4 separate regions of the Mus musculus genome follow, and all the other regions are linked to region 3. Evidence: chromatin contacts called from public HiChIP or PLAC-seq and Micro-C data. All regions are on one chromosome and are shown on one strand. Each heading gives the region's core, a stretch centred on a gene start, on an enhancer-like site or on the middle of the called end of the contact. The rest is flanking DNA. Distances are from core to core; before and after follow the strand shown.

What was found. Hi-C and Micro-C count contacts between places; a contact is called where the count stands out from the background. HiChIP or PLAC-seq counts read pairs in DNA pulled down with a chosen protein or histone mark.
Region 1: an H3K27ac HiChIP or PLAC-seq map of embryonic stem cells shows a contact between it and region 3, with 3 times the contacts expected there. The contact joins two enhancer-like sites. A contact is called at or near these places in 1 of 484 Hi-C or Micro-C datasets (nephron progenitors), 7 of 115 datasets of contacts at active chromatin or transcription factors (embryonic stem cells and epiblast stem cells) and 1 of 9 other capture datasets (embryonic stem cells).
Region 2: a contact with region 3 is called in an H3K27ac HiChIP or PLAC-seq map of embryonic stem cells, with 3 times the contacts expected there. The contact joins two enhancer-like sites. A contact is called at or near these places in 2 of 484 Hi-C or Micro-C datasets (both in embryonic stem cells) and 5 of 115 datasets of contacts at active chromatin or transcription factors (all in embryonic stem cells).
Region 4: a contact with region 3 is called in a Micro-C map of embryonic stem cells, with 1.7 times the contacts expected there. The contact joins two enhancer-like sites. A contact is called at or near these places in 3 of 484 Hi-C or Micro-C datasets (the G1E-ER4 cell line, embryonic stem cells and nephron progenitors) and 5 of 115 datasets of contacts at active chromatin or transcription factors (all in embryonic stem cells).

Annotation. Positions count from the first base shown.
Region 1 is chr4:125,532,244-125,539,509 of GRCm38.p6, forward strand. The region is part of intron 1 of Grik3 (glutamate receptor, ionotropic, kainate 3); the gene reads left to right. Among named protein-coding and RNA genes, the nearest start is that of Gm32807, 25 kb to the right of the region's middle. Within about 2 kb of position 2,553, at least 47 of the 459 cell types and tissues checked have an H3K27ac peak or open chromatin away from gene starts, as enhancers often do. A contact at or near this core is called in embryonic stem cells, where this site is marked.
Region 2 is chr4:125,606,268-125,612,852 of GRCm38.p6, forward strand. The region is part of intron 1 of Grik3 (glutamate receptor, ionotropic, kainate 3); the gene reads left to right. Among named protein-coding and RNA genes, the nearest start is that of Gm32807, 49 kb to the left of the region's middle. Within about 2 kb of position 3,309, at least 21 of the 459 cell types and tissues checked have an H3K27ac peak or open chromatin away from gene starts, as enhancers often do. A contact at or near this core is called in embryonic stem cells, where this site is marked.
Region 3 is chr4:125,989,110-125,995,842 of GRCm38.p6, forward strand. No RefSeq gene overlaps it. Among named protein-coding and RNA genes, the nearest start is that of Gm32908, 32 kb to the right of the region's middle. Within about 2 kb of position 3,247, at least 9 of the 459 cell types and tissues checked have an H3K27ac peak or open chromatin away from gene starts, as enhancers often do. A contact at or near this core is called in embryonic stem cells, where this site is marked.
Region 4 is chr4:125,727,467-125,734,355 of GRCm38.p6, forward strand. No RefSeq gene overlaps it. Among named protein-coding and RNA genes, the nearest start is that of Gm40249, 110 kb to the right of the region's middle. Within about 2 kb of position 2,020, at least 33 of the 459 cell types and tissues checked have an H3K27ac peak or open chromatin away from gene starts, as enhancers often do. A contact at or near this core is called in embryonic stem cells, where this site is marked.

The DNA of each region.
Region 1 (7,266 bases), core at 1,303-3,802, 460 kb before region 3:
AGTGGTCACCCATTGAAGGAGCGTGACTTGGAGGAATCCCAAGATTGTGCTAGGTAAAGGCCCACAGCATTGAGGGTCACTGTGGTGCCACCACTCCCCTCGATGTCTCAGCCTTACCATTCTCACATTCCTTGCCCAGATGCATCACATTCCCACACGGTAAGGACACCCAGGAGCTGCCGTGAATAACAGGCCAGGACCTCATGGGCCCGAGGTTCACTCATGTCTCACTTTGTGGAAGAGCTATGCAGATGCTCAAGAGTCTAAAAGTCCAAGTCAAGGACACACATCTAGCAAAACACCACGTGTGAGCTCCCATGCCCAACTCCTGACCTGGCTTCTTACAATTCACAGCAAGTCCCCAAGTCTTGTAGGCAGATGACACCCCATCTCTATCACTGGCTCATCTGCTCCTAGTGTTACAGGAGGTAGATGTCCTGATTCTAATGCTGGCTGTGCTTTAGCTATGGCTTTAGAAGGTATTTAGCCTCTCTGCCTCATCTTTCTCTTCTGTAAAATGGGAATAGTGATGATCTACCTATCCCATATCATTGTTGGCTAACCTATCCTACACCCACGAGCACATGTATACAAGTTTGCATATGTGTGTGTATTAATGTGTGCATTTATGCGTGCACCCCACACAAACACAAATAAAGTGCTTACAACAGGCCTGATTATTGCCCCCAGTGGTTTTGACAGTCCTAGGCAAGAACAATTAATTAGCAGGTACTCCCTCATCCTATGCCTTCCATGGGGCAAGTGCCTCTGCCTCACTTCGCGCTGTGACCCTTCACCCCTAGCCTCTCCCATCACCAGGAGCTCAGTGCTGTCCCCATCTTTCTCCATCTCCTAGAAGACTATTCTACCCATCCTCTGTCGCCTGGCTCACAGGGCTGGGTGGTGCTTTCTGTTTGGCCCTCAGGAGAAAGCCCAGCTTGCCCACATAGCCACTGGAGACTCTGTTCGTTCATAACACTCTCCTCTCAGGCCTGGCTCACTGAAGTCCTGCCTTCTCCCTCCGTATTCCATCTGCGATCTTTGTCCTTAGGTTCCCAAACTCAGCAAGGGAGTGAAAGGTAGCAAGCAGTTCCTCCCTAGGTCCAAGGTCCCTTTCCTTACAGATATCTGTGACCTATGACTCTTTCCAAGAGGCTCAAGTGGCACCAGCTAGGGCTGGCCTTGGAAGTGCACCTCCTTCTCTGAGACTGGCAGGTGGCCCCACCCCCAGGGCCACCTCCCCAGGCCCTGCAACTCTGGCTGTCACTCACGCAGGGGCCCTACTCAGTGCCCAGATGCCTAGTTGCCTCGGTTGTTGGATCACTTTTGATGTGCCCATGCCGTGCCTCCTACCCCGTCTCCAAGATCCTCCAGCTCCTCCATCCATCAGAGATGGAAGGCATTTTGTTTTCTTCCTTTCTGTGAGTTGGGTCCCAGCCCAGGCATCTCCTTGGAACTCAGATATCTGAGCACATTCACGAGAGTTTGCCTGGGCTTCATCCTTGGGAGTCCAGCTGCCCCTCCAGCACTGCTCCCTGGTCTTCCCACTGGCTTGAACTGGTTATGGAACTGGCTTCTACCAGGAATCCTTTGCTGGATCTGATGCAGGGGCACTGGCCCTTCCAGGATGGAAGGGAGGCAAGGGGAGATCTCATGATGGGGAGCTCAGGGGGTAGCCCAGGAGTAGTGCAGGGAAAGCGTCACCCCCCCCAAAGATCCCCGAAAGATCCAGTGGGATGACGCCAGTGGGATGACGTAAGGGTGGGTAGAGAGGGCATCCTGACTGTCCAGCTTCAAATAGGATTCTAAGGAAGGTGGCTGGAGGGCTGGGCAAAGACTTAAGGGGTGATTAGGCAGATGTAAGGCTCTGAGGCTGCATTGTGAAGAGCAGGCAGCACCTGAGTCGGGCGGGCGGGCGCTTGCTGCCTTATTGACATCTACCCCACCCCCACCCCAATGCACACACCTTGACAAGTTACTTGAATTGCCGCACCTGCAAATGGCATAAAGATCTCAGCATCTGCTCCTAGGTTCTTAGTGAGGTTCCAGGGGCATTGATTATGTCTGCAAGGGCCTCGGGCATGGCGCCAGGATGCCACATAAAGTAATTGCTCAATAAAGGGGGTATGGTTATTTCTGCCCGTATATGCCTGGGTGAGGAAGACTGAGCCCGAGTACTCCTGGCCGAGCCATGGCCAACTCTGGTCTCTGCATCCCAGGCAGAAAAAAGACGCTAGGTGGCTGAGCCTTGCTAGCCAGACTGTGTCCCCCAGTGCTAGGGGCGTGGCTGGCTGGCAGCAGGAGGGGCCCAGCCTTATGAACATGAAGATCCCAGTGATCCAAGCATGTGATTCACAGGGCCATTTTGCTGACAGCTTCTTCGGCCTCACCAGTCTCCAAGCAATTAACCAGCCAGGCCCCGGGGAGGGACGTTTGGCGGCAATCAGGGTAACCTTGACCTCCTTTGTGATGCACAGCCAGGCTCTGAGGTGCTCAAGTGCTGTTGAAGGGCAGCTCCTCCCAGCACAGAGAGCTCCTCCTTCTGGGCCAGCTGGAGAGGAGGCCAGGGTACCCGGACTCAGCCACAGACGCTGACATGTCTGACCTTATTTGGCCTTTACACAGTACAAAATTTTTCATGGTCCTGCACATTTTGCTTCCTTGGAGATGTACAGCCAACTGAGCTATATGCTATATGCTCTCTGTGTGTGTGTGTGTGTGTGTGTGTGTGTGTGTGTGTGTGTGTGTGTGATAGGGTTCTGTGTAGAGGACATTGGTGCAACAGAAATGTGAATGGAGATGCGTGTGCGTCTGGGTGGGAATTGGGAAGTGTGGACCGACCTAGGGGAGGAGGCTGCAGTCTGAGCGGGAGTAGAGAGCATATGCAATCAAATGAGTGAGGCAGGAGGGAGGGACCACGGCTGAGGGTCTGGGGAGGCAGTTTTGGGGATGTGGTGACAGCCTTCCCCTGCCACCCCCTCCCCAGTGGCTCAGGCCTGTACGTTTCAAATACTTCATTGTCGGGCCTGGTAAAGCCTTTATTTATAAAGCGCGGGTGTTTCATTCAGCTTAACTGAAAAGGCCTTTAAATCACCGCAGCTGGGAAGGGCTAATTGCAGTTAGAGTTGTCAAGGACTCTCTTGTCTTGCTTTCGCCATCTGTGACATAGTGAATGCAAAGATCGTTTTAAACATAGGCAGTTAATGTAGAGAATAATTTGAGAGCTTTAGATATTTATGGTAAATTATTTAACTTTATAGTTGAGTTTTATTGCCTCATTATTCTGTGTGTGAAGAATCTTGGCGTTTCCTGTGACTCGGCACTTTGAGGAGTTTTACTTTGCCGCGCTCTGGAGGAAAGTTACTCGGGGGCCTGCTCAGCCCTGAGCGGACTCCAGGCTTCCCACAGAGAGGCTCCGGATGGATGTCTATCTAGGTACAGGCCATGGCTGGTGTTTGCCCTGGGTCAGGGTCATTAGGTGCTCCACAGGTCTTCCAGGTTCCTCTTTCCTGTCCCATAAGGTCCCCCTACCTGATGCCCCTCCACCAAGAGTTGTTAGGACCCCAAGGGGACAGGGCTTGGGACAGGCTTTTGGTTTCCCTTCACCTTTTGGATCCTAGGGCCACCCTTTTGTCCCCTGCTGGAATTCTATCCCGCAGTTGGTTGTATGCTTGCGTTGTCTCTTGATCGTTTCTCAGAGCTGTGCCTTCCTAATTACTCAGGTTTCTTTTGAATATCCTTAAGTGGAATATCCTTATGCTGGAAGGAAGATAGCTCCTGCCTCCCGGAACCACTCTCCCTTTCAGTTGGTGACCTTGGTTTGAGCACTGTCTGTAGCCTGTGGGGGGGACTTACATCATGGCAGGATTTTGTTGCAGGTGCTTAACTGAGGGCCTTTCCAGGCAACAGGTGTTGGATTCCTGAAGCTGTAGGGGATAGCCCTAAGCCAGTGATGCTCGGAATGGGAGGACAAACACTCTGCTCCTTTGCCTTCTGGCGGGATTAGCTCAGAGTCTGACCATGATGTCCCCAGGGTTTCCTGGATGATCTGCTCAGCCACACCCCTCCCACTCTGACTCACACACACCACCCCCCCCCACACCCCCCCCCCCCCGTCTTCTCCATCAGTATTCTCTGGAGTAGCTCTCAGGCAGATGGCTTGAACTCAAACCCTGTCTCAAGCTTTGCTTCTAGAGCAGTGGTTCTTCACCTTCCTAAAGCTGCAACCCTTTAATACAGTTCCTCATGTGGTGACCCCCAACCATAAAATTATTTCCGTTGCTACTTCAGAACTGGAACTTCGCTACCGTTATGAGCCAGAACGTAAAATGGTTTTTCTATGGTCTTAGGTGATCCCCGTGAAAGAGTCATTCAACCTCCAAAGAGGTTTGCAACCCACAAGAGTTGAGAACTCTTGCTCTAGGACCTTCTTTGCCTGGCAGCCGTGGAGTTGACCCATAGCACTGCCTATCTGATGACTTTAGGGATGTTGAACTCTGCCTTCTTAGCCCACTCGCTTGACTTGGGAAGTGATATATGCTCGGTTGTGTTCAGCCTTTGTCAGACTTTCTTCCACAGGACAAAGGAGCAGCCAGCCAGCTTGAGTTAAGCACAGCCCCCCTCACCCCCACACGAACTTGCTAGTGTTCTAGGGGAAGGATATGTCTTTGAGAGGTCTGGGTGATTATTTTCTATACGGCTCTATTCCTAGTCCAAGGTCTGAAATGACTGTCTGAGGTTTGAATTTAATGTCTGGAGTGGATTTAGTTGGAACCTCAAAGTTATTAGCTGTGGATGTAAGGCTGTCACAGGACACCTCTGAGGTGTGCTGGAATGAGCTCTCTCCTATTCCTGGTTTCCACGCTGCCATCCATTTGTCAGGACTCAGCTTCCATGGCACCTCCTCTGACAAGCCTTTCTTAAGCGCTTGTTCCTCCAGGCTTGGGCTGAAGTGTTTTCACAGCTCTTTGTTCGTAGCTGGGTAACTGTACTTATCACATTATCTTGTCATTTATCTGTTTCCCGCCTTCTCACTGACCAGGCTGGGAGCGCCTTGAGGACAGGGACTGTTTTGATTCCTCTCATTTGTTCTGAGGCTGCTGCCTGGCACAGCCCCAGCTCAGAAGTATCCCAAAGTATCAGCTAAGGTATGCATGGGTAGGCGGATAACTGGATGAGCAAACAGATGGACAGATGGGTGGATAAATAGACAGACAGACAGGTGGATGGGTAGGTGAGCAGGTCAGATGGACGGATGGCTGTATTTACAGATGGATAGAAGGGTGGTGCTTTTGTTTCCTTTCTGTTGCTATGATTAAAAAAAAAAACTGACAAAAAGCACATTAGGTGAGAAAGGGTTTCTTTTATCTCACAATCCCAGGGTTACAGTGCATTTGTGTGAAGTCACAGGGGCAGGAGCTGGTCCCATATCACATCCAAGATCATAATCTGAGAGAGAGAAACGTATGCATGCTTGCTTATGCTCAGCTTGAGTTCTCTATTCTTACTCAGCTCAGCTCTCGATGTCCTGCCTAGGGAATGGTGCCACCCACCATGGACTGGGTTTTCCCACATCAACTAATTTAATTAAGACAGTACCGCATAGAGAGAACTGCAGACCCGTTTCAGACAATCCTTCACTGAGACGGTTTCGAGGGGATTCTATGTTGGGTCAAGTTGACAGTTAAAACTAACTGTAATTGATGGACAGGCGTGTGACTGACCAGATGGATAGATGGATGAATAGATGACTGTATAGACAGACTAATGGATGAATGATAAACAGAATGGTGGGCAGACCAACTGCTGTGTGAATGAATGCAGACTGTCATGTGGGCGTCATGCCCTCATGTCAACCCTTAGAACGCTAAAACAAAAGCTTCCTCCAATGACTCTCTTCCTGGGCAATGAGTGGATGCCATAGCAGTCTCCAGGGAATGTCAGAGATGAGGGAGAAGGAAGTGTGGGTCTCTGGGTATAGGACCCTGGGGAAAGCTCCTTTAGCCTGAAGGAACTGAGTCCTTCCTCCTCTGAGATGCCATAGTGAGGAGGGAGGGGTGAGTCCACATCCTTCATTGCTGGGGACCACTCTATAAGAGATCAGACAGAAAACCCCCCTGGTGTGCTGCAGGCACAGAGGAACTCAAACCCTCTTCTAGCTTTGCAGCAGGAGGCCTGAGAGATGGCAAAGACCAACAGCAGCCTGGAGGGACAGGAAGTACCAGGCCCTTTGAGGTTTAGTAACAGCTCCTCCCACTCTCTGGAGCCTTTGAAAAGCCTCTGCCCTTAGTGGCTTGTAAGTCAAGACTCTCACCCAGACTTGTCCTTTGTCTCTCAAGGAAAACTCATGCTGCCCCTGATGTGGCTCCAGAGACACATGCAGGAAGGACCACTGCCTTTGCCCAGGCTTGTCACATGCAAATTCCCTTAGCCACAGGGCCTGCCTCAGTCCTGGGAACTCCTGTGCTTTGAGGCCAGTGTTCTGAGCCTGGCTCCGTGGGAGGTGGGTGGCCTTGACTTTAGTGTGGACTGGCTGGCAGGAGGAGGTGCATCCTCTGTGGAACACCGGGGCTCCTGGCCTTCTGCCAGTATTACTAGGGATGGACAGACTGCTCTGGGGCCCGAGGAGGGGACAAGATAAGCAGGATCACAGTTGCCTATTTGCACTTTGCCTCAGTTTCCCCTTGAAAGCTCTGAAGAGAAAGGACCTGCTTTGCCATCTCAGGTCTGTCCTATTTCCTAAAGTTGGGAGCCTCAGTGGTCTTGAACACCCACTGTGGGGTAGCTCGGTCAAAGCACGCTGAGATTCAGGGGTCTGTATTCTTTTTTCATTCATCTTCTTCCTCCTCTTCCTCCTTTACCTCTTCTTCCTCCTTTACCTCTTCTTCCTCCTCTTCCTCTTCTTCCTCCTCTTCCTCTTCTTCCTCCTCTTCCTCTTCTTCCTTCTCTCCCTCTTCTTCCTCCTCTTCCTCCTCTTCCTCCTCTTCCTTCACCTTCTTTTAAGACAAGGTCTCTTTATGTAGCCTTGAATTGACCTAGAACTTGATTCATATACCAGGCTGGCCTTGAACTTACAGAGATCTACCCGCTTCTTCCCCTGGAGTATGGGATTAAGGGTACGCATTATCACACGTGGCTAGGAATGTTCTTTCGCTTCTTGCTACGGACGTGCAGAACCCCACCTACATGGTCCCTCTAATTTCCTCAGCTGCCCATTCTGCATGTGCCTGGCTCCTCCTGAGCTGTCCCCGAGGCTTGGTATGTCCT
Region 2 (6,585 bases), core at 2,059-4,558, 380 kb before region 3:
CCAGAAGAGGAATGACTTCCTGTGTTCTGCAGTCAGTCTCTGACTCATTCCCGAGATACAGGGTCTCCCACTGAGCCTGGAACCAACTCTAGTGAGCCCCACCTCCGCAGCCCCACACCCAAAACAGTGGAGTCCCAGTTCCGGCTCTGCACATAGATGCGGACTCAAATTCCCACATAGCAAGTGCTTTTCCCCACTGAGCCATCTCTTCAGCATGTATGCTATGCATATGCGCGCACACACACACTTTGTAAAAATATTTTGAAGCAACAGTACATATTTGCTATAAATAATTTGGGAAACTTCAGAAAATGTGAAGAGCAAAATAATCCATTAACCCCTTGTACCCATACTTAGTTGAGTATAATGTTTGGATACAGATCCTTCCAGCTTTTTTTTTTTCTTCTGTAGCTATAAATAATATTTCAAACCTGATTTTCATTGGATAAACAAGTATCATATGATATTATTTGCAGTGTTTTGAGGGAAGGCCATGGCTGCCCTCTGCGCTCGTAAGCATTCTTTAAGAGCGTTTTAAAGCCTCTCCTACTTCCCACCCCTCCCCTCGACACGGAAGGCTTGCCTAACAACAGCAAAAACACACGCTCCATTACGTTCTTTACTTTCTAGAAAGTACCACTGTTAACATTTTGGTGTGTGTCCTTCTGGTGTGTCCTTTTTTATTTTAATTGGAATCGCGTTAAATTTATAAATTAATTTGAAGAGACCTGACATCTTTACAATATTGAGCCAGCCCTTCCGGGAGTAAGTTATGTCTCCCCATTTATTCAAGTCTTCTTTTATGTCCCCCAGTAAAGTTTTGTACTTGGCTTGATGGAGAAATTGCACATTTATTGTAAAGCATTTTACTATTTTTTTTTCTGTTGCTTTTGTGAGTAGGGCCCTTTTTATTCCTTGCAATTCCTTGCTGTTTATGGCCGAGACATAGGAAGGCTGTATGTTTTGTGTAATTCTCAGGCTGGCCCTTGAGTGCGCTCTGGGCTTAGTTGCTTCTGTTTTCATCTGATTTCCTTGAGTTTTTAAGGGAACTGTAGTAACATCTGCAAGTTGTGTGTGTGTGTGTGTGTGTGTGTGCTTGTATGTGTTAGAGATATGCATGCATGTGCACACGTGTGTGCCTCAATGCATGTAGGTCAAAGGCAGTGGTCAGGTGTATCTCATTAAACCTGGAACTCCCAGATTTTGTTGTTTTGTTTTGTTTTGCCTAGGCTGGTGGCCAGGGAGCCCAAGCCATCCTACAGTCTCCCCGCCTGTTTCCTTTGCTCCACTCCAGCAATGGGGTTACAGGTGAACAAAGCCACGCCCCGCTCCTCTTTAACCCTAGTCCTGGGAATGCAAATTTCAGTCCTCAGCTTGTACAGCAAGAGCAGGAGTTACCTGCTAAGCCACCGCAGGCACTCTGACTAATGCCAACTCTGTCTTTTCTGATGGTGAAACCTCCAGTCTTTTGCATCCTGTTCAGACCTTAACCTTAAAAGAGTTTTATCATGAAGACTGTGTCATGCCTCTAGAGAGATCAACCAGCTACATTTGCACGTGCCTCTCACGTGACCTGGCTCTTTGGACCTGCAGCCTCCCCTGCCCTGCACACCCCTCCCCCATCACTTCCACACCTCCTGTGTTTTGAAGCAATGTCCCTGTATCTTATCATTCTTTGTCCTCATTGCCACGCTCAGGACCCGTTTCACTGTGCAGATGGGTTTTAATATACTGAGAAATCTCTCGCTTTGGGACATTGAGGAGATTCTATTTATTAATATTCCATAAAGATATCCTTCTACATCAATGCATTTAGACATGGACTTACCATGTCATGTGGCATTTTGACCATTTATTGACCAATTAAGCAGATAAATACAGTGGTGTGGTGACTCTTCTCATTAGATGTGGCGCACGTACGTGCTCAGCGCAGAACTTTCTGGAGAGGCAGAAAAACACAGAAGGAAAGCAGTCATCCATAGATGAGGGCTCTGAGGAAATGACCCTTCGCAACCTTCCTTCTCATCTTGTTTCATGCTTGTGTGAGAAGGTTCTTGCTCACCCACACAGGTTCACAAGCTTGTGTTCTCAGGCGTTAAAGCTGGTGGGCTAACATCCTCGGGGAAGGGATGGATTTGCACTCTAACATATTCACTATTTCCCCTGAGTTCCTCTTTATCTTTTATTACATTTATTTATGTTTGTGTCGGGGTATGTTCACATACATACACTGAAAGACCCACAATGTGAGGGCTCCCCCACGTTCTGACTCAGGAGAGGTGGCACCCCAAAATCACCCACAAGAAACCGGTCTTGCTGCAAATTGCAAGAGGATTTTTATTCAAGAGCGCTCTCGGGCCCACGGTCATACACCACGCAGGGGTAGAGGACCCTGGCGCCCCGAGTAGCTGGGTAAGGGGGTATTTAAAGGAAGAAACCGAAACTCAAGGAAGTGGGGAGGGCGTTGTTGGAAGATACCAAAGATACCAGTTAAGAGTCACAAGGAAGTGTAAAGTTACAAGAGTCACAAGGAATACCTGGTAATTGTTAACTCTCAAGACAGCTTCTAAGAGCCCCTAACAATAGCACATTTGCATTGCAGGTTCTGGTAATGGCCAGGGTGACTTTCTTTGAATGAGCACTCTTTGAACCCAGGAAGCGGGTGGGTAGAGGAATGTTGCTATCTCTTTTATGATTAGCATACCTTTACAAAGGCCACATTCCCAAGCCTGGGCCTAAAGGCCTAGAATTCTGTTTTTACGTTGTTATACTTTCAACACGTGCTGTGTGCCTCTGTGGGGGGTCAGATGACAAACTCAGGTACTGTTCAGGGGCTGTCCACCTTCTTTTTTTAAATTTATTTTAACAATTTAATTATTTTTAATTTTTTAAATTTATTTTATGTACATGAGTTGCTGACTTCAGACACACCAGAAGAGGGCATGAGATCCCATTGCGGATGGTTGTGAGCCACCATGTGGTTGCTGGGAATTGAACTCAGGACCTCTAGAAGAGCAGTCAGTGCTCTTAACCCCAGTCCACCTTCTTCAGACAAGGTTTCTCCCTGGCCTGAAACTTACCTAGTGGTCTGGCTGGGTCCTCCAATCCCAGCTTTCCCAAGAAGAGCATTACAAGTCCTAGTCATCAACCCTTTAGCTTTGGAAAGCATCCTTTGTTGTTTGTTACAAAGTGTCCAGGGATTGAACTCATGATTGCAAGGCAAGCATTTTACTAGCTGAACAACCCCACCCGGGTCACCCGGCAGCCGCAGCCGCAGCCGCCCCTTTGTTTCTCTATTCAATAGACTTGGTTTGAGGGAGGAAGTTTCCAGCTCACAGCAAAGTGGAGCAGAAGGCGGGGAGATTTCCCACGTCCCCTGCGCATACATGCTCAGAGCCTCCTCCGTGGCCATTACCAGGGACTAGAGTGGTGCTTTCCTTCCAGGTGCTGGCCTTGCATTGACACACTGTCTCAGCGTGGGATTCAGGGTAAGGTTCGCTTTCAGTATTGAACACTATGGGTCTGACAACAGTGTCATGCAGAGAGATCTCAGTGCCCTAAAATGCCTCTGTGTTTCCTCCTACGCAGCTCCTCCCACCCCTAATCCCTGGTGACCACTCACCATGTTTTACTATCTCCACGTGATCCCTTCCCAGAATACTGCTGAACTATCCAGTTTGCAGCCTTTTCAGGCCACCTTCTCTGTGTAAGACACACCTAAGTTTCTTCTATCGTCTTCCCAATCGTTTCATGGTTTAATGTAAGCGTGGCCTATCTCACTGTGTGAATGTCCCCACTTCTTTGTCCATTCACCTAGTGAAGAGTGTCCTGGGTTGCCTCCCAGTTTGAACAATCTTAGATAGAACGGCTGTAAACACCTTTGTACAGGCTTCTAAGTGGACTTAGGTTGCCAGCGCCTTTGGGTAAATTCCAAAGAGCACAGCCGCTGGATTGAATGACAAGCGTTGTGTTTGATTTTCTTGAGAGGCTAAGGCAAGAACGTTGGGTTGTTATGAGTTTGACCTCAGCCTGGGCTACATAATGAGTTCCAGGCCATGGGATGAGACCTTGAAAAGAGTTTATTGAGTCTTATTAGCAGCTGGAATCAGAGTTCTGCGCCCCGCCATCAGGGCTGTCTCTGCTGCTCCTCATCTTCACAAGTATTGGCTATTGTCACAGTGTTACTTCCCTTCCTTGTTGCTGTGACCAAATACCTGACAGGAAGCACTGTAAGGGAGCAGGACTTGTTTTGGCTTGTGAATTGAGATATGGCCCATCGTGGCCAGGAAGGCATGGCAGTGGCATGGGATGGGTGGTTAGACCACACCCAGGGTCAGAGAGCAGAGAAGTGAATGTTAGAGCTCCAGGGGCTCCAGCCTAAGATTCATGTCCATCAGGGTTAGGTCTCCTCCTCCTCCTCCTCTTCCTCCTCCTCTTCTTCCTCCTCTTCCTTCTCTTCCTCTCCCTTCTTTTCCTCCTCTTTCTCCTCCTCTTCTTCCTCCTCCTTTTCTTCCTTCTTCTTCTTCCTCCTTCTTTCTTCCCTTCCTTTCAAGGCAAGGTTTCTCTGTGTAGCCCTGGCTGTCCTGGAACTCTCTTTCTGAAGACCAGGCTGACGTCAAACTCCTAGAGATCTTCCTGCCTCTGCCTCCCGAGTGCTGGGATTAAAGGCGAGTGCTCACCACCACTGCTGCCCCGTGGGTCTTTTCTTCTGGATGCTCTCTGAAAACACCCTCAAAGGCACATCCAGAGGTGTGTCTCCTAGGTGATTCTAAATCCAGGCAAGCTGACAGTGAAGATGAGCCATCCAAGCCAGTGTTCTGGATTTTGGCTGTTCTCATAAACATGCTATTGTTTCCATTTGCACTGCAAGGATGCTATAGAACACAGTGCCTTTTTCTCTGCCTGCTCACCTTCTGTATATCTTCTGTGATGAGCTGCTTATTACTGTCTTTGGCCCACTTTTATGGTTTTTTTGTTTTCTTACTTTCAAGTGTGTTTTGAATAACAGTCCTTTACCAAGAGCATCCCAGCCCGTGGCTTGTCTTCACTCTTCTAAGCCCCCTTTGCAGCACAGACCATTTTAATTTTGAGTGAGCCCAGCCTATCCAGTCTTTGCTTTATGGAGTATGCCTTTAGTGTTAACTAAAAAGTCATTGCCAAAGCCAAGTCTAAACTTTGTTCTTGTGACATTCTAGGGTGTCCCTTATTTTGTGCAAGATGTAGGATCTATGTCCAGATTTTTTTCTTTTCACATGGATGCCCAGACATATGTTATCTGTGTCTTCTTCATTGCCTTTGCTCCGGTGGCAAAGATCAGCTCCATGTTTTAAATTACCCCTTTGAATTTTTTTTAAAGTCAGTTTTGTTGTCTTCTTCAAATAGATTCTATACATTTTTTTCTAGATTTAGTAAATATTCCTTTTCTTTGATTGCTAATGTGGGTAGTACCATGGTTTTAAGTCACATTTTTTGGGGTTTCTTTTGCTAGTATATAGGAAAAAGCAGTCAACAATGTTTGAATTCTTGGGCTAATAGCACTTACTATGATGTCTGCATTGTCTATTTATGTCATAGCATGTGCCCGAATTTCTTTTTTTTTTTTATAACTGAATAATATTCTCTGTGCATAAGGTACCACAGTGCTGACAGTCTCATCTTCTGGTGTTCACCTTGGCTTGCCCCTGTGTTTTTACTACCGTGAGTTAAACACCTGTTCACGTGGGTGTACAGATCTCTGCTTATGTCCCTTCTGTTCTTTGCATACATATACCCCCATGCATAGAATGGCAGGGCCATATCCTAATGTAGTAATTCTGTTTCTGAAATACTGCCCTATGGAGTAGCTGGCCTACTTATATCTCTACCAACAGGATACATGAGTCCCAATTTTCTCAAGACTTCATCTAATTCATCTCTTCATCGATGCATTTTTGTATTTATTTTATTATTAAAACCTGCGTTTAGATGCGCATTATCTATGTGTGGGAGCGGGTGTGTGCATCCCGCAACGCACACATGCAGATGCCAAAGGACAACCTGTGGGAGTCAATTCTTCACCCCTCCATGTGGATCCTGAGGACTGATCTCAGGTCACCATGCTTGTGACAAGGGTGTTTAGCAGCTGAGCCATCTCACCAGACCATTCAGCAGCATTTTTAATAGTGTCTGTCTTAAGGAGTGTGAGACCGTTACGTCACTGTGGTTTTAATTTGCATCCCCCTAGAGATTAGTGATGTTGAGCATCTTTCAGGGACCTTGTTGGCCATTTCTGTATCTTCTGTATAAACAAAGTACCTGTTCAAACCTTTCATCTGCGCTGTCAGTCAGACTTCAGTCCTTACTTATTCATAGATTATTTTATATACATTCTAAACCTTTATTTTTATTTTATGTGTGTCTTAATTGGAGTTTCTATTACTATGATAAAGCACCACAACCAAAAGTGATTTGAGGAAGGAAGGGTTTATTTGACTTTCATATCCTAAATCACAGCTCATTGAGAGAAGCCAAGGCAGAAACTCAATCTGGGCAGGAATCCAGAGGCAGGATCCGAGAGAGAGGCAGGAGCCGAGACAGAGGCCACGG
Region 3 (6,733 bases), core at 1,997-4,496:
ACCTTCAGGACCACACAACAGCTCTGAGCATCCCCCACACCCCAGCTCCAGCATCCCTGCCAAAGGTTAGACTTTATCTGCCAGGAGCAGGAGAAGGATGATCTGGAGAGAGAGCAGAGTAATTGGTGGTAATCCCGCAGCCGCTCACAGCCTCACTCCCGCTGCGGGGACGCTGTGGCCTCATCATCCGTCATTAGCCAGAGCTCTTCTGGCCGCTCAATTGCAGAACATGATTTTAATAACCCTGGCAGGAGGGGACCAATTCTTCTTTTGTCACTTAACTCTGATTCTGTTAGAGAGAGACAAGGACGTGAAAGAGAGAAAGACGGGCTGACAGAGCGGCAGAGGCAGGTGTAGTAAAAGGGGTGTAGGTAGGGGCAGAGTTGGGAAGGCCAGGCACGGAGAAAGGAGAAGGCAGCAGGAAGAGGATTGGTGGAGCTTGGGAAAGGCAGGGCCAGGAAGAAGTAGGATGGGAACCAGAGGCCAAGATGGGCTCCAATCTCAGGGTGGAATGGGCACGGGTCCCGCTTTGGGTCCCACTTTATTTTTTCATACTGACCTTCCCTTGTAATGCACACATTCCCATCAGGTCAGCCCCAGTTGCCATCCGGGACTGTCATTTTTGACACAGGTGGACAATGTACCCCAAAAGCGTCTCAACCTTAAGATCGTTGGTCCCAGAGCAGCAATTTGTCCAGTATGTGATTCAGGCAGAGGCTAAGAACAAAGCTAGGTGTGTAGTTTTCCCGACCTTGGTAGTCACCCCACAAGATTTTACCCTGGCTTTGGCACACCACCTCCTGCCATGGGTCCCTATTTTGTAGGGTTCTTTGGTAGACAGGGGATCTGACTGCTGTATCCACCAACAGGCACAGTACATAGAAAGAGCTCGAGACTAAAGTGCCCAGGACACAGAGAACAGCCCAAGCAGCTAGCTGGGTGGTTTCTCAGGATAGCAAGCAGCTGAGACAAAAGGCATACTGTGAACTGGCCCTCAGTAAAGTCTCTCACACACAAACACACACACACACACACACACACACACGCGCACACACACACAAACACACACACACACACACACACACACACACACACACACACACACACACACACACACACACACACACACACGGAAAAGGATTCTCAATGACTACAGTTATTGGACCCACCCCAGACAGTAAGTAGACCAAGCCCCAAGCAAGAACAGAGCTAAGCCCTGCAAAACTGGGACTGCAGCGCCACCTGCTGGCCACCAGTGGAGAGCACCAAGAAACCGGCTTGGTAAGGAAGATGGGTCAACCCTCAAAAAGACCAGTTCGGAGGTCTCTCAAAGAAAGCATCAAATTAGGACTCAGGATGCTCTCTCTGCCTCAGGGGGCCAACGAGATCTCCTTCAAGTGACAAGTCACAGCAAAACAAAAATTATCTCCCTGCTTCAATTCAAGTCTCAGATGTTTTATGTAGATTTAGATAAGGAAGGGACCACCCAGTTCTTGACATAAGGGAGCCCCTATCTGACCAGACTCAGCGTTAGAGGCAGGATGGAAAATTGAGAGTGGTGTGAAGTGTGCATCTGGGATCAGGCAAACACAGATCTGCAGATGAGGGAGCCTGGGTGCTGATGGGCTGGCTATGCAGGAATGGGGACCTCATCATGACTGTCATGAACATAAGACTCTGCTCTCCCAAGGGCCAAACCCATGGCCGGATTTATATGACTATAAATATCATCATGTCTCTGTTTTCCCCATCTGTGCAATGGGTATGACAGATTGAGGGCTGTGCCTTGGGCTCAAGGCTTGTAGCCTACAGTGCTGTCCCTGGTTTTTGCTTGTTCATAGTCAGGAGGAAGCTAAGTTGCCCTGAGAACTTCTATAATTCCTCTTTCCCAGAAAGGACAAGCCAGCCCAGCAGTGAGCACAGATCCTGGGCTCAGAATGGAGGAGGCATGGGAAGTGTGTGTTATCCATCAGAGACAAGGCTTGAACATGGGTGGGAACATCTGACCAGCCTTGCCTGCCAAGGACCAGCCTCGGCTCGGTCGAGGTTCTGAGAGAAAGGGTGTCTGAGAGTGGCAAAAACAAGACTCAAAGTCAAATTGTGGGTCTAAGCCGGCAGCCTATGTTGTGCTAAGATGGCTTTCCAGGCTCTGTGTGTATGTGTGTGTGTGTGTGTGTGTGTGTGTGTCTGTCTGTCTGTCTGTCTGTCTGTCTGTCCTCAGTTCTGCTCTGCTCTTTTTCTTGTTATTCTAAAAGCTCTAACAGCTAGCTTTCTGTTCAAGACAGCTCTCTCTGCTAGTAAAAATTCTAAAAGCTCTCTGGATAGCTCATGAGTTTTCAGACCAATGTCAGAAAAGTGGCTATAAAAAAAATTCTTGCTCTTCTGACCAAGTCAGAAATCCTGTGTTAGAAAAATTCTAGAGTTAGTTCTTGGGTTTTCCAATTAAAATCAGAAAAATAAAAAATAAAAAATCCAACCTCTAAAGAGCTGTGTTCACTCTTCAGGTCGCCGTCTCTGGATTGCTCCTAGAAACATTCCAGAAGAGCTGTGCCTGCTCTCTAAGTAATTCTCAGGATTTCTGACCAAGAAATCCTGCTAGAAAAAAATTCTAAGCCGGGCAGTGGTGGCACACACCTTTAATTCCAGCACTTGGGAGGCAGAGGCAGGCAGATTTCTGAGTTTGAGGCCAGCCTGGTCTACAAAGTGAGTTCCAGGACAGCCAGGGCTGCACAGAGAAACCCTGTCTCGAAAAACAAAAAAACAAAATAAAACAAACAAACAAAAAAGAAAAAGAAAAAATTCTAAAAGAGTCATGTTTGCTCTCCATGGATTTTCTGACTAAAATCAGAAATCCTGTTAGAAAGTCTTGAAGAGCTGTGTTTAATCTCAAGAGCTCTCCAAACAGGTCAGCTCTCACTAGGGAAAAAAAAAAACTTTAAAAAATAACTGCTAGCTCATCTCCTGCAGACCAAAAGGCAAGGTTTTTTGTTTGGTTGGTTGGTTTTTTTGTTGTTGTTGTTGTTTTGGGTTTTTTTTTTTTTTTTGGTTTTTCAAGACAGGGTTTCTCTGTATAGCCCTGGCTGTCCTGGAACTCACTTTGTAGACCAGCTGGCCTCGAACTCAGAAATCCACCTGCCTCTGCCTCCCGAGTGCTGGGATTAAAGGTGTGTGCCACCACACCCGGCATCAGTCATTTATTTCAAGTTCCCTCTTGGCCATCCCCATGAATCAGCATTCCATGACCCTAAGAGAGCTGGGTGGGACTCCACCCTGGGGTTCTGCCCTGGCCAGAACCTAAGTTTGCACTGTCCTAGGCTGACCTTGAACTCAGGAATCTGCCTGCCTTTGTATCTGCCTGCCTTTGTATCTCTCTGACAAGCTGGCTCATAGTGCAGGTGCCTCTGTTCCTTTAGATCTGTGAAGCTTTATACAATTCATATTGCATCCTTATATTTTTGCATAGCCTTAAGGGCTGTCCTGAAGGTCCCAGTGTTTTACCATTGTGCTGAGACATTAGCCACACCTTCGCCTCCCAGACTCATTAATGTTAACAAGGAGGACAATCCTCAGGGGAAGACGAAAATATGTACATTATTATACAAACAAGCCTTATGCCCACACCTAATTTGTGTGCAGCACCAGGAGAAATGACCCAAGCCTTTAGGAGAAGCCCAGAGGTCATGAGTGCATCCCAGACATTAGATACTGAGTTTTTTACACAGCTGGAGTTTGGTTTTTGCTTTTGACTGTGACTGTGCCCTGGCTGGATATTTTAAAGGAACTGAAGTTTTAATGTGTTTGAATTTGTACAGACTATGAGAGTTTTTAAGTTATTTATGTTTTTAATGTGAGATCTTGGGGGTGAGTAAGAAAAGAAACATGTCATTCTGTCCCTACCAAGGCCATGCCAGGCTGGCACTAGCCTCTAGTCAGGAAGCTGAAGCTTATAGCTTCTGGATGAGTGAGTCCTGGCCTCTGGGAATGACCATGACCAAGGCACGTGAGGAAGGCTGTCCCAGGATTGCAAGTGCTGTCAGGAGCAGCCTGAAGCCAAGCACTTGGCCAGCTGTGACCTTTATCCTTAGACTCCCAATGCTAGCCAGACCTCACCATCACAGACTGGACCCGAGTGCCAAGGATAAGCCACCAGCTTCTTCCTTGAGACAGGCTCCACTAGGGTCTCCCCCTACACACTGCTTTGGAACTATGGCAGCTTAAAGGGGACATAAGGCATCCCACAGCCTGCTGACTCTTTCTCTGAGCTGGCCCTGTCCCTGCCTCTCCTTGTCAAACCTCTGAACCAAAGTACTCTACAGCAGGGGTGTTCCCTCGGAAAGTTCCCAGGGCAGGTGGCTAGGGAGGAGGCTCAGCTGATGAAGTACTTGCAATCATGACAACCTTAGTCCAACCCCTAGAAAGGACCTTAGTTCGAGCCTCAGAACCCACATATTAAAAAATAACTAGATAAATTGAATGGTTCTACTGATTCTGAAATATTAGTTTCTGTTACTGGAATATATTTGTTAACATTTTGTTTAAGCCCCGTCCCACAGTTACCTGGCAACACTGACTCCCTATAAAAGGGAGATGCTTGCCCCCTCCTCTCTCTCTCTTGCTCTCTTGCCTTCCTGCTTTGCTCTGTCCTCTCATCCCTTACCCCCTCTCTCCGCATGCTCATGACTTCTCTACTTTCCTCCTCCTCCTCCTCCTCCTCCCTCCTCCTCCTCCTCCTCCTCCTCCTCCTCCTTCTCCTCCTTCTCCTCCTCCTCCTCCTCCTCCTCCTCCTCCTCCTCCTCCTCCTCCTCTTCTTCTTCTTCTTCTTCTTCTTCTTCTTCTTCTTCTTCTTCTTCTTCTTCTTCTTCTTCTCTCTCTCTCTCTCTCTCTCTCTCTCTCTCTCTCTCTCTCTCTCCCTCCCCCCCTACCCTCTCAACTCCCCTCTCTACTATTCTGTGGCTGGTCCCTCAGGGGGAAGGGATGCCTCAGCATGGGCCCTCGGAGGCACCCCCTCGCCCCCACACACACACCTGATTACACATTCACCAAACATACTCTTCTCTCCATATCATTTTATCAACACAGCAATGTTCATATTTTTACATTGCACTGCTGATGCCTTGAATCATACAGGAGCTGTGTTCCAGAAGCAGTCACAGCTGTACTTCCTGTTGGCAGCTGAGCTTAGTTGTCTAAGAATCTCCCAGGTGGTACTGGTTTTGAAGGCATGAAGGAGTCATGGAGAGCAGCTGAGGCTTGGTGCTATGCCGCAGGGCTGGAGTCTCTGAAGAAATCCCAGGAGAGGCTTTTGGTAAAAGTTCAGTCCAGCTACAGCAGAAGACCCCAGCATTTTGGAGATGCCAGTATCATGGGATGACCACCAAGGACAGCAGCAGGTATAGCATGGAGCCAACCTAAGCCTAGGACACAATCTGTGTGCAGCACCAGGCGGCAAAGGAGAAATGACCCAAGCCTTTAGGAGAAGCCCAGAGGTCATGAGTGCATCCCAGACATTAGATACTGAGTTTTTTACACAGCTGGAGTTTGGTTTTTGCTTTTGACTGTGACTGTGCCCTGGCTGGATATTTTAAAGGAACTGAAGTTTTAATGTGTTTGAATTTGTACAGACTATGAGAGTTTTTAAGTTACTTATGTTTTTAATGTGAGATCTTGGGGGTGAATAAGAAAAGAAAGGTTGTGGCTTCTTAGTGATGTGTTTGTGTGCCAGGTTGACCAAGGGTCAGTTGTGCTATCTTAGTTTTATGTCAACTTGATGCAAGCTAGAGTCACAGGAGAAGAGGGAGCCACAAGTGAGAAAAGAATGCCTCCATAAGACTGGGCTGTAAGCCGGGCGTGGTGGCACACGCCTTTAATCCCAGCACTCGGGAGGCAGAGGCAGGTGGATCTCTGAGTTCGAGGCCAGCCTGGTCTACAAAGTGAGTTCCAGGACAGCCAGGGCTATACAGAGAAACCCTGTCTCGAAAAACCAAAAAAAAAAAAAAAAAAAAAAAAAAAAAAAAAAAAAAAGACTGGGCTGTAGACATTTTCTTAATCAGTGGTTAATTAATAAGTGATGTGAGAGAGCCCAGCCCATTGTGGGTGGGGCCACCCCTGGGCAGGTAGTACGGGGTTCTATTAAAAAAAAAAAAAAGCCAGCTGAGCAAGCTATGGGGAGCAAGCCAGCACCACTCCCTGCCCTCAACCTCCTGCTCCTGCCTCCAGGTTCCTGCCCTGTTTGAGTTCCTGTCCTGACTTCCTTCAGTGAACCGTGATGTGGAAGTATAAATCAAATAAACCCATCCCTCCCCAACTTGCTTTTGGTCAGGGTGTTTCATCACAGCAAAAGAAACCCTAATTAAGACAGAAATTGTTACCAACATAGTTGGCGTTAATGTGACAGACCTGACCATGTCTTTTCGTAGGGGGAGGATGTGGTAGGACTTTGGAAATTTGGACTAGAAAAGCCATTGATTGTCAAACACTCAGTAAGGATGTTCTGTAGAAGCCTGGAAGACAACAATGTTGAGAGCAGTGCAGACAATGGAGGTTTGGCTTGTGATGTTTCAGAGAGCAGCGAAAACTTCTCTCAGCCATCTGAGTTAAAAATCCATGGTTCTGAGCCAGGCGGTGGTGGCACACGCCTTTAATCCCAGCACTTGGTAGGCAGAGGTAGGCGGATTTCTGAGTTCGAGGCCAACCTGGTCTACAGAGTGAGTTCCAGGACAGTCAGGGCTACACG
Region 4 (6,889 bases), core at 770-3,269, 260 kb before region 3:
TGATTTTCTGCCTTTTTATTACACTTGGTGATAATTTAAAAGGCGGGTTAGTGCACCCATAAAACCGACTTTGCAACAAGCTTGTGGCGGTAGAAAAATACATTTGGTCAAGAACTATTGTTTGCAGTCATAAAACAGAGGCCAGGGGCTCCCTCCCACTCCCAGTCCCCCTGCCCACCGTGTTTCTGAGAAGTGGGGCAGGCATTAGATGTCTTCCCTCTGTCTGTATGTATCTCAGGAGACCGAGCATAGTGATACGAACCCATTCCTAAAGATACATTGCCTATGGACCATGGTGGCTGGGAAAATCCTCAGAGTCCTGGGGCCTAAGGATCAGGTCACTCCACAGAAGGCCTCCAAGGGCAAAGCTGGCTTCCAAAAGGGAGTTTATAGCTGGCTAATCAAAGCTTAATTACAGCAGCTCAGCGGGCTCCAGCAGGCCACAGTGGTTTTGCTCAAGAAACTTTTTACAAGCTTAAGCAGAAGCAGCAAATTAGCAGGAAAGAGAGGAGAACCATCCTGCCCTCCTTCACCTACTTCCCAGGGCTGGAGAGCTGCAGTTACCCTGCAGAACAAGGCTCTAGGCAGATGGTGCAGTGGGGGAGAGGAGGGGTGAAGGGCAGCGAGGGGTGGTTCCCTCTAGTTAGTGGACTGCCCTGTAAGACCTGTTCCTGTCCCCCTGGCTGGGGGACCAAAAGTAGCCTGATACCTTCTTCCCATCGTCTCTTGCAGTGACCACTGGTCAAGGTCACCACACTCCATGTAGCTGGGAGTCTGTGCCATTCTTAAACATCCCAGCACACCCCTGAATTCTGGGCTCTTCTGAGCTTCTGATGAGCAATTCCCTACCTCTCCCCAGCACACTGCAGAATTCCAGTCCGTCTGTGTGAAGCCGGGCTCCCAGCGCCACTCCTCCGGAGGCGCTCCAGGATTCCCCTCCACACCATGCACCTGAAAGTTCTGAAATGCGCTTCCTTTCTGCCTCCCACACTTCTGAGAGAAGCTACTTTGTAACCATTTGGAACCACGCAAGTCTAGGTTTGAGTCCTATCACTGACCACTAACTAAAATGTGCTGTCCTAAGCAGGTGGTTTAGCCCTTCTGACCCACCGTGTCTCTGTGTGGAAAATGGGAATAAGTAAGTGGCTTGGAGGAATTCCGTCAGATGACCTGTGAGCGCGTAAATGCCACGCCTGCACGCTGTGGCATTCAGTAATTGATGGCTATTGTGCTCAGCTCTAAGACAAAGAAAAGATGAGGCTGAGGTCAGAGCTTAGTGCAAGAGCTTCAGTTGCCATCTCAGCACCAAAAAAGAGAGGAAGAGCCCAAGGAGAAAGGTGGGGATGGCGGGGAGATGCCCCTCCATTGGTAAAGTGTACCAACTTGAGGATCTGAGTTCCGATCCCCAAACCTCCATCCTCTCATGTAAAAAGCCAAGAGTTTTGGTACATGGCTGCATTCCACTGGGGAGACTCAGACAGTCGGTCGGATCTCTGGACCTCACTGGCCAGCTAGCCTAGCTGAACTGCAGAGTCCCAGGACTTAGTGAGAGATCCTATCTCAAAAAACAAAGCGGATGGTTGACGACACCCAAGGTTGACCTCTGGCTTCCACACGCACCTGTATACACACACACACACACACACACACACACACACACACACACAAAGCAGTAGAAGAGAGAGAGGTAAAAACATTTAAAATCCACAGAGATCTCAGTTGCACCTTAAAAAGAAGATCCAGGATTCTAGAAGCACCTTAGAAGAGCTCCCTGCCTTGTGTCCTCAAGAGTCACAAACAAAATTCTCTAGCCTGAGTCTCCAGACTGAGGAGAGAGTCTCTCAAAAGGGTGTGGGTGGGATCCGGCTTGGAAAAGAGCGGCTGAAATCTGGGAACAGGAACAAAAGAAGGCAGGTCCCGGTAGGTAATGAATTCCTAGGCCCCAGGGCAGGGGCCTCCTGCTGAGGATGACTGGGATTGGCAGAATACAACTCCCAGGGGTCCAGGCAGGGGGAGGGGTGTAGAGAACTGCTTCCAATCGCCCATTCAAGTGGGCCTCTGCTGATCGTCATTTCATTGGTGAGTTACAGACTGAATGCAGCTCTGTGCTGTCGCGGTCCACGGAGATGTTCCCTTTCAACTTTATGAACTTCGCTGACAATGAATAAAAGCGCTCTGGCATGACAGGCGCCTGCATTATTCTGCGCGATTCCTGGTTCCTAATGTCATCAATTACAATAATCAGATCACCGTAACACAGGGCTGGAGCGGGGAGACCACAGAGGGGCAGACGTGCGCGACCGCGGCTGTTTGGAACCGCTCACTCGTGTCTCCGAAACGCTGTAGATGGCTGGGAAATGTGATTGCCCTTAAGTTTCAAATTACCTGCAATCATTAAAATAATCTAGTTCATATTCATAAAGCCGTGATTATATTTCACATACGCAGTAAACACTTTATGAGGAAAAACCCACAAATCTGCAACGAAATAAAGAGGCGCGATCTGGCGGTGTCAAAATGGTAAGCTGCGTTGGCGTGAAATCTGCTACAAACACGGAGCTGGGAGTTGAGTGCTCTCGGTGGAGCACATTCCGGGCCACGGTGGTGGGTGGTAGGGTGGGCTTTTGAATGCAGAGCAAGCAGAACATGGAGAGGAAGGAGGAAGGGGAGGCAGCCATAGGAAGGACTCCTTGTGTTTTCCTCAGCCTGTGCCTCGGTGAGATGACCATTTAGTCCAAGTGACATCAGCAGGCGCAGGTCACCAACTACCATATGGCATTGTGAGATTCACGTGGTCTACAAACTGAAAATTTGTTGTACTTGCTTGGGTAGGAAAACTTGATGGCCGAGGCTCAGAGAAGTTAAGTGAGTGTCCTAAAATTGCACAGTGAGCAAACAAACCAGACTCAACCCCAAGAATGGGATTCCCAAGTGCACCCCATACTTGATGAAGTGCCTGGTCTGAGAGGTCGTGTGACAGTGAATGGCATACAGGCCAGGTGTCCTGCTAGCTGGGACCTTGCTGCCTAACCTCATCCAGAGTATAAGGCTTTTGTGTTTTGGGTTTTGTTGTTGCTGCTGGGGTCTTTTCTTTTCTTTTCTTTTTTCTTTTCTTTTTCCACCTGTCACCTAGGACCTGGTGATAGAGACTGACTGTTGTCAGAACTGACTGAATGTCTGACACTTGATGGGAAGCCAAACATTTTGCAAAAATCACTCACTTAAAAACATGAACAATATATATATATATATATATATATATATATATATATATATATATATTGCAATGAAACACCTTTTAACACCAAGGATTCTACGTGCATGAGATGTCTGTGTGTGTGTCTGTGTCTGTGTCTGTGTGTGCATATAAATGGGTACATGTGCACATGCATGTAGAGGCCCGAAGCCGACTCTGGATGCTTTCCTTGATCACTTTCCACCTTATTTTCCGAGGCAGGAAAGCAGAACTTACTCACTGGCTGGGCTGCCTGGCCAGGGAACTTCAGGGATCCTCCTGTCTCTGCTACCCCAGCACTGGGGTATAGACCCCAGTACTGCCATGCCCAACTTTTATGTGGGTTTGAGAATCAAACTCAGGTAGGGCCTCAAGAATGCACAGCGAGCATTTTACTGAGTTGTCTTCTCTGCACCCCCTAACACCAACACTTCGTAAAAGAACACAATAGAATTAGTTAATTAATTAATCAAAACATCTTTCCCTTCCAAATAGAACCACATCAAAGTAGGTGAAAATTTCCACCTTAGCACAGAGGTAAATATAATCCAGGAATAAGAGACTCCTGTCTTTAGAATGAGCCCCACTGAAGCCAAAATCCTCCCCCTGAAAAATACACCCCAAAAGGAAGAAGAGAAAATGGCGGAAACCTCTCTAGCAGGCAGATGGAGCCCAGAGGGTTGGGACCTGAGCTGAGCCTACCCAGTGCTTTCTCCAAGCCCACCTCCCCTTCCCAAGTGGATTTGAAGGTGAGAGAGTACAGATCCCCGTCCGCCCACGCCGCTCTTGCTGTGCAGCGATTCTCCCTGGAAACCAGTGGTGGTACACTGTTCCTCCCACCTCACAAACTAAAGGAGAGCAGGGGGAAAGGGAGGAGAGAGGGAGAGAGAGAGAGAGAGAGAGAGAGAGAGAGAGAGAGAGAGAGAGAGAGGAGAACCATTTCCTTTGCTGTCTACCACATGCTTAGTACACCCTCTCTTGGTCCCTCTGTATATCTTAGATGATGCAGTTCAGGGCCAGCTACTATGAGACTTTCTAGGCTGGCCCAGAAGCCATCTTGACCATATACAGCAGCTGAGAGAGACTCCAGGGCACAGAAGCTCCTCCACAATGACCCTCCACCCCTCTGTGGTAGCAGGCTCTTTCAGAAGGAGTGGTAACAGACCACTCTATGGCCATCATTGGAGTCCCCAGCAGTAGCGGTTCACCTACACTGGCCTCAGTTGACCCTTCCCAGGTGCACACTGCTCCAGCTTCGCACCTAGTCCGAGGATAACTGGCTGGGAAATAACCAAGATTCTGGGCAAGTCTGAGGACAGAGGTGGCTTTGGCCAGCGTGCACATGCCTGGAGAGTCAGAGAATAGCCGTCATTAATGACAGGGTAACCATCAAAGGTCAGTGCTCCCCACTCTGCCCTGAAGCCCAAGGCCCCTCCCACCAAGAGGCTACCACATACCCGAGGCCTGTCTTGAGACTGTAGGACCCTGGTGCTGACATCCTAGGACCCTAGAACACGTGATACCAGTGCTGTGGTGAGTGGTGGCTTCTCTCTCCACCACCTGTGTGCTGAAACTTAACAATCAGTGTAGCCATATTATAAGGAGGTCTCAGGAGGTAACAGAGTCTTGGGAGAGCCCTGGTGCCTCACTGCAGAGACTCCCCACCATGCCCTCTGCCTTCCACCATTTGAAGACACAATGCTTCAAGTGTCACCTTGGAAGCAGAGAACAGCTCTTCTAGAAGATTCCAGATCCTCAATTTGAACTCCCAGAGTCCAGAACTGAGATAACCAAGTGTCTGATCTTCATAAAGCGCCCATTTGATGTTCTCTTATGGAAGCACAATGGACTGAGACATGCAGGTTTCATGAAAAACAGTCTCCAAGATGTCCTAACAGCCACCCACACACTCCCTTGGTTCAGAGAGGGATTGACCCAGCTTCAGTGTGACAAATGCAGCTGGTCTCTGTGCATCAGCCTGTCCATGCCACAGTCCCCTTCTGAACTCAGGCTGATGTGCGGCAACCATTTAGATCACTGTTGGCACCTATGGCAGAAGAAAGACCAACATAGTCCCTGGCACACTGGCTCATAAAGCTTTCCCCATCAGGGGTTGTGGAGGAGGGTCAGCCGGTGAAATGCTTGCCATGCAATCATGAAGACCTGAGTAGAGATTCCCAGCCCCCATATAATAAGGCTGGACACTGCAACATGTTCTTTTTAATGGAAGGGTGGGAACAAGATCTCTGGGGCTTGCTGGCCAGCTCATGTAGCCAAATCAGCCAGCTCCGAACTTAGCGTGATATATTATCTCAAAAAAGAAAAAAAGAGAGATGAAGAATAGTGGTTGAGGAAGACACTCAAGGTCAAATTCTGGCCTCTACAGTCATGTCTACATACCTGAGTGTGTGCCCATATACATGCACAAGTACACACACACACACACACACACACACACACACACACACACACACAGTTTCATGTACCCTTGCCTGCTCCAGTTCTCACATTGGAAAATTACCACGTGCTGTCTGAGCGCAACAGGAAGCTGGCTCAGGAGACCCCACACACTTCCAACATGAACATGTTTATTTCCAGTGTTTTCTAAGACCCCTTGTCTAAGGACAGTCAGTCAGTGTCTGCCAGGTGTTTGCTCCTGATCTGATGCCATATGCTTTCATTTGCTCTCTCAGTTGGGCCACCTCGGTCATCTCTGGATTTCTGAGCACCTGAACAGATGATGTGTAATTGTCTGTCTGTCTGTCTGCCTGCCTGCCTGCCTGCCTGCTGCTTCTGTCTACCATTCACCACTTATTCTTGTACATTTGTTTGCTGTGTACTCAATAAACTCACTCATTCAAAACCAAAAGAATGGCTATTGCAGACCATTCTTGGGACGAGACAGAAGAGTCACGTGACTGTCCCCGACAGCAGGCCCTGGGCAAGCACCATCCTGGTCTGTGCCCTGGAGAACAGAACTCTGCAATAGGCAACAACACCATGCCAACTTTCACTCCCTCCCTGGGCCAGGCCATTGCTTGGCCTTGGGCACAAACACGAATTCCTGAGAGAACTTTCTAGATCTCCTATGTCAGACAGGAGAGTCGTGGGTGGCTCCAGAGCACTGACAATGTGGCTTGACTGAATTTGGGTGTGGTTGAAAAGGCAAAGCTTAAAGATTAGCATAACAGAAAGATTGTAAGCCATCTGCACGGTTTGTAAAGATTTAATTTGTATGTGTATGCATGTTTTGCCTGCATGTATCTATATATGTATGTGTAGCATGTGCATGACTGGTATCTTGCAGAGACCAGAAGAGTGTGCTGGATCCCCTAGAACTGGAGTTATAGATTGTTGTAAGCCACTATGTGGGTGCTGGCAACCTAACCCAGGTCCTCTGCAAGAGCAGCAAGTGCTCTTAACTGCTGAGCCACTTCTCTAGCCACTTCTTGCTAATGCACACATTAGAGTCTGGATTGTAAATGCCCCTCGCATGGTGAAGGCTTGCCCCCCAGCACAGTGAGAACGGGAAATGGTAGAAATGGTAAGAGGTGGGGCCTCACGAGCTCTCTCTCTCTCTCTTTCTCTCTCTCTCTCTCTCTCTCTCCTTATTGGGGAGGGGATGTGTCCTCACAGGGGATGGCGGGACCTTCC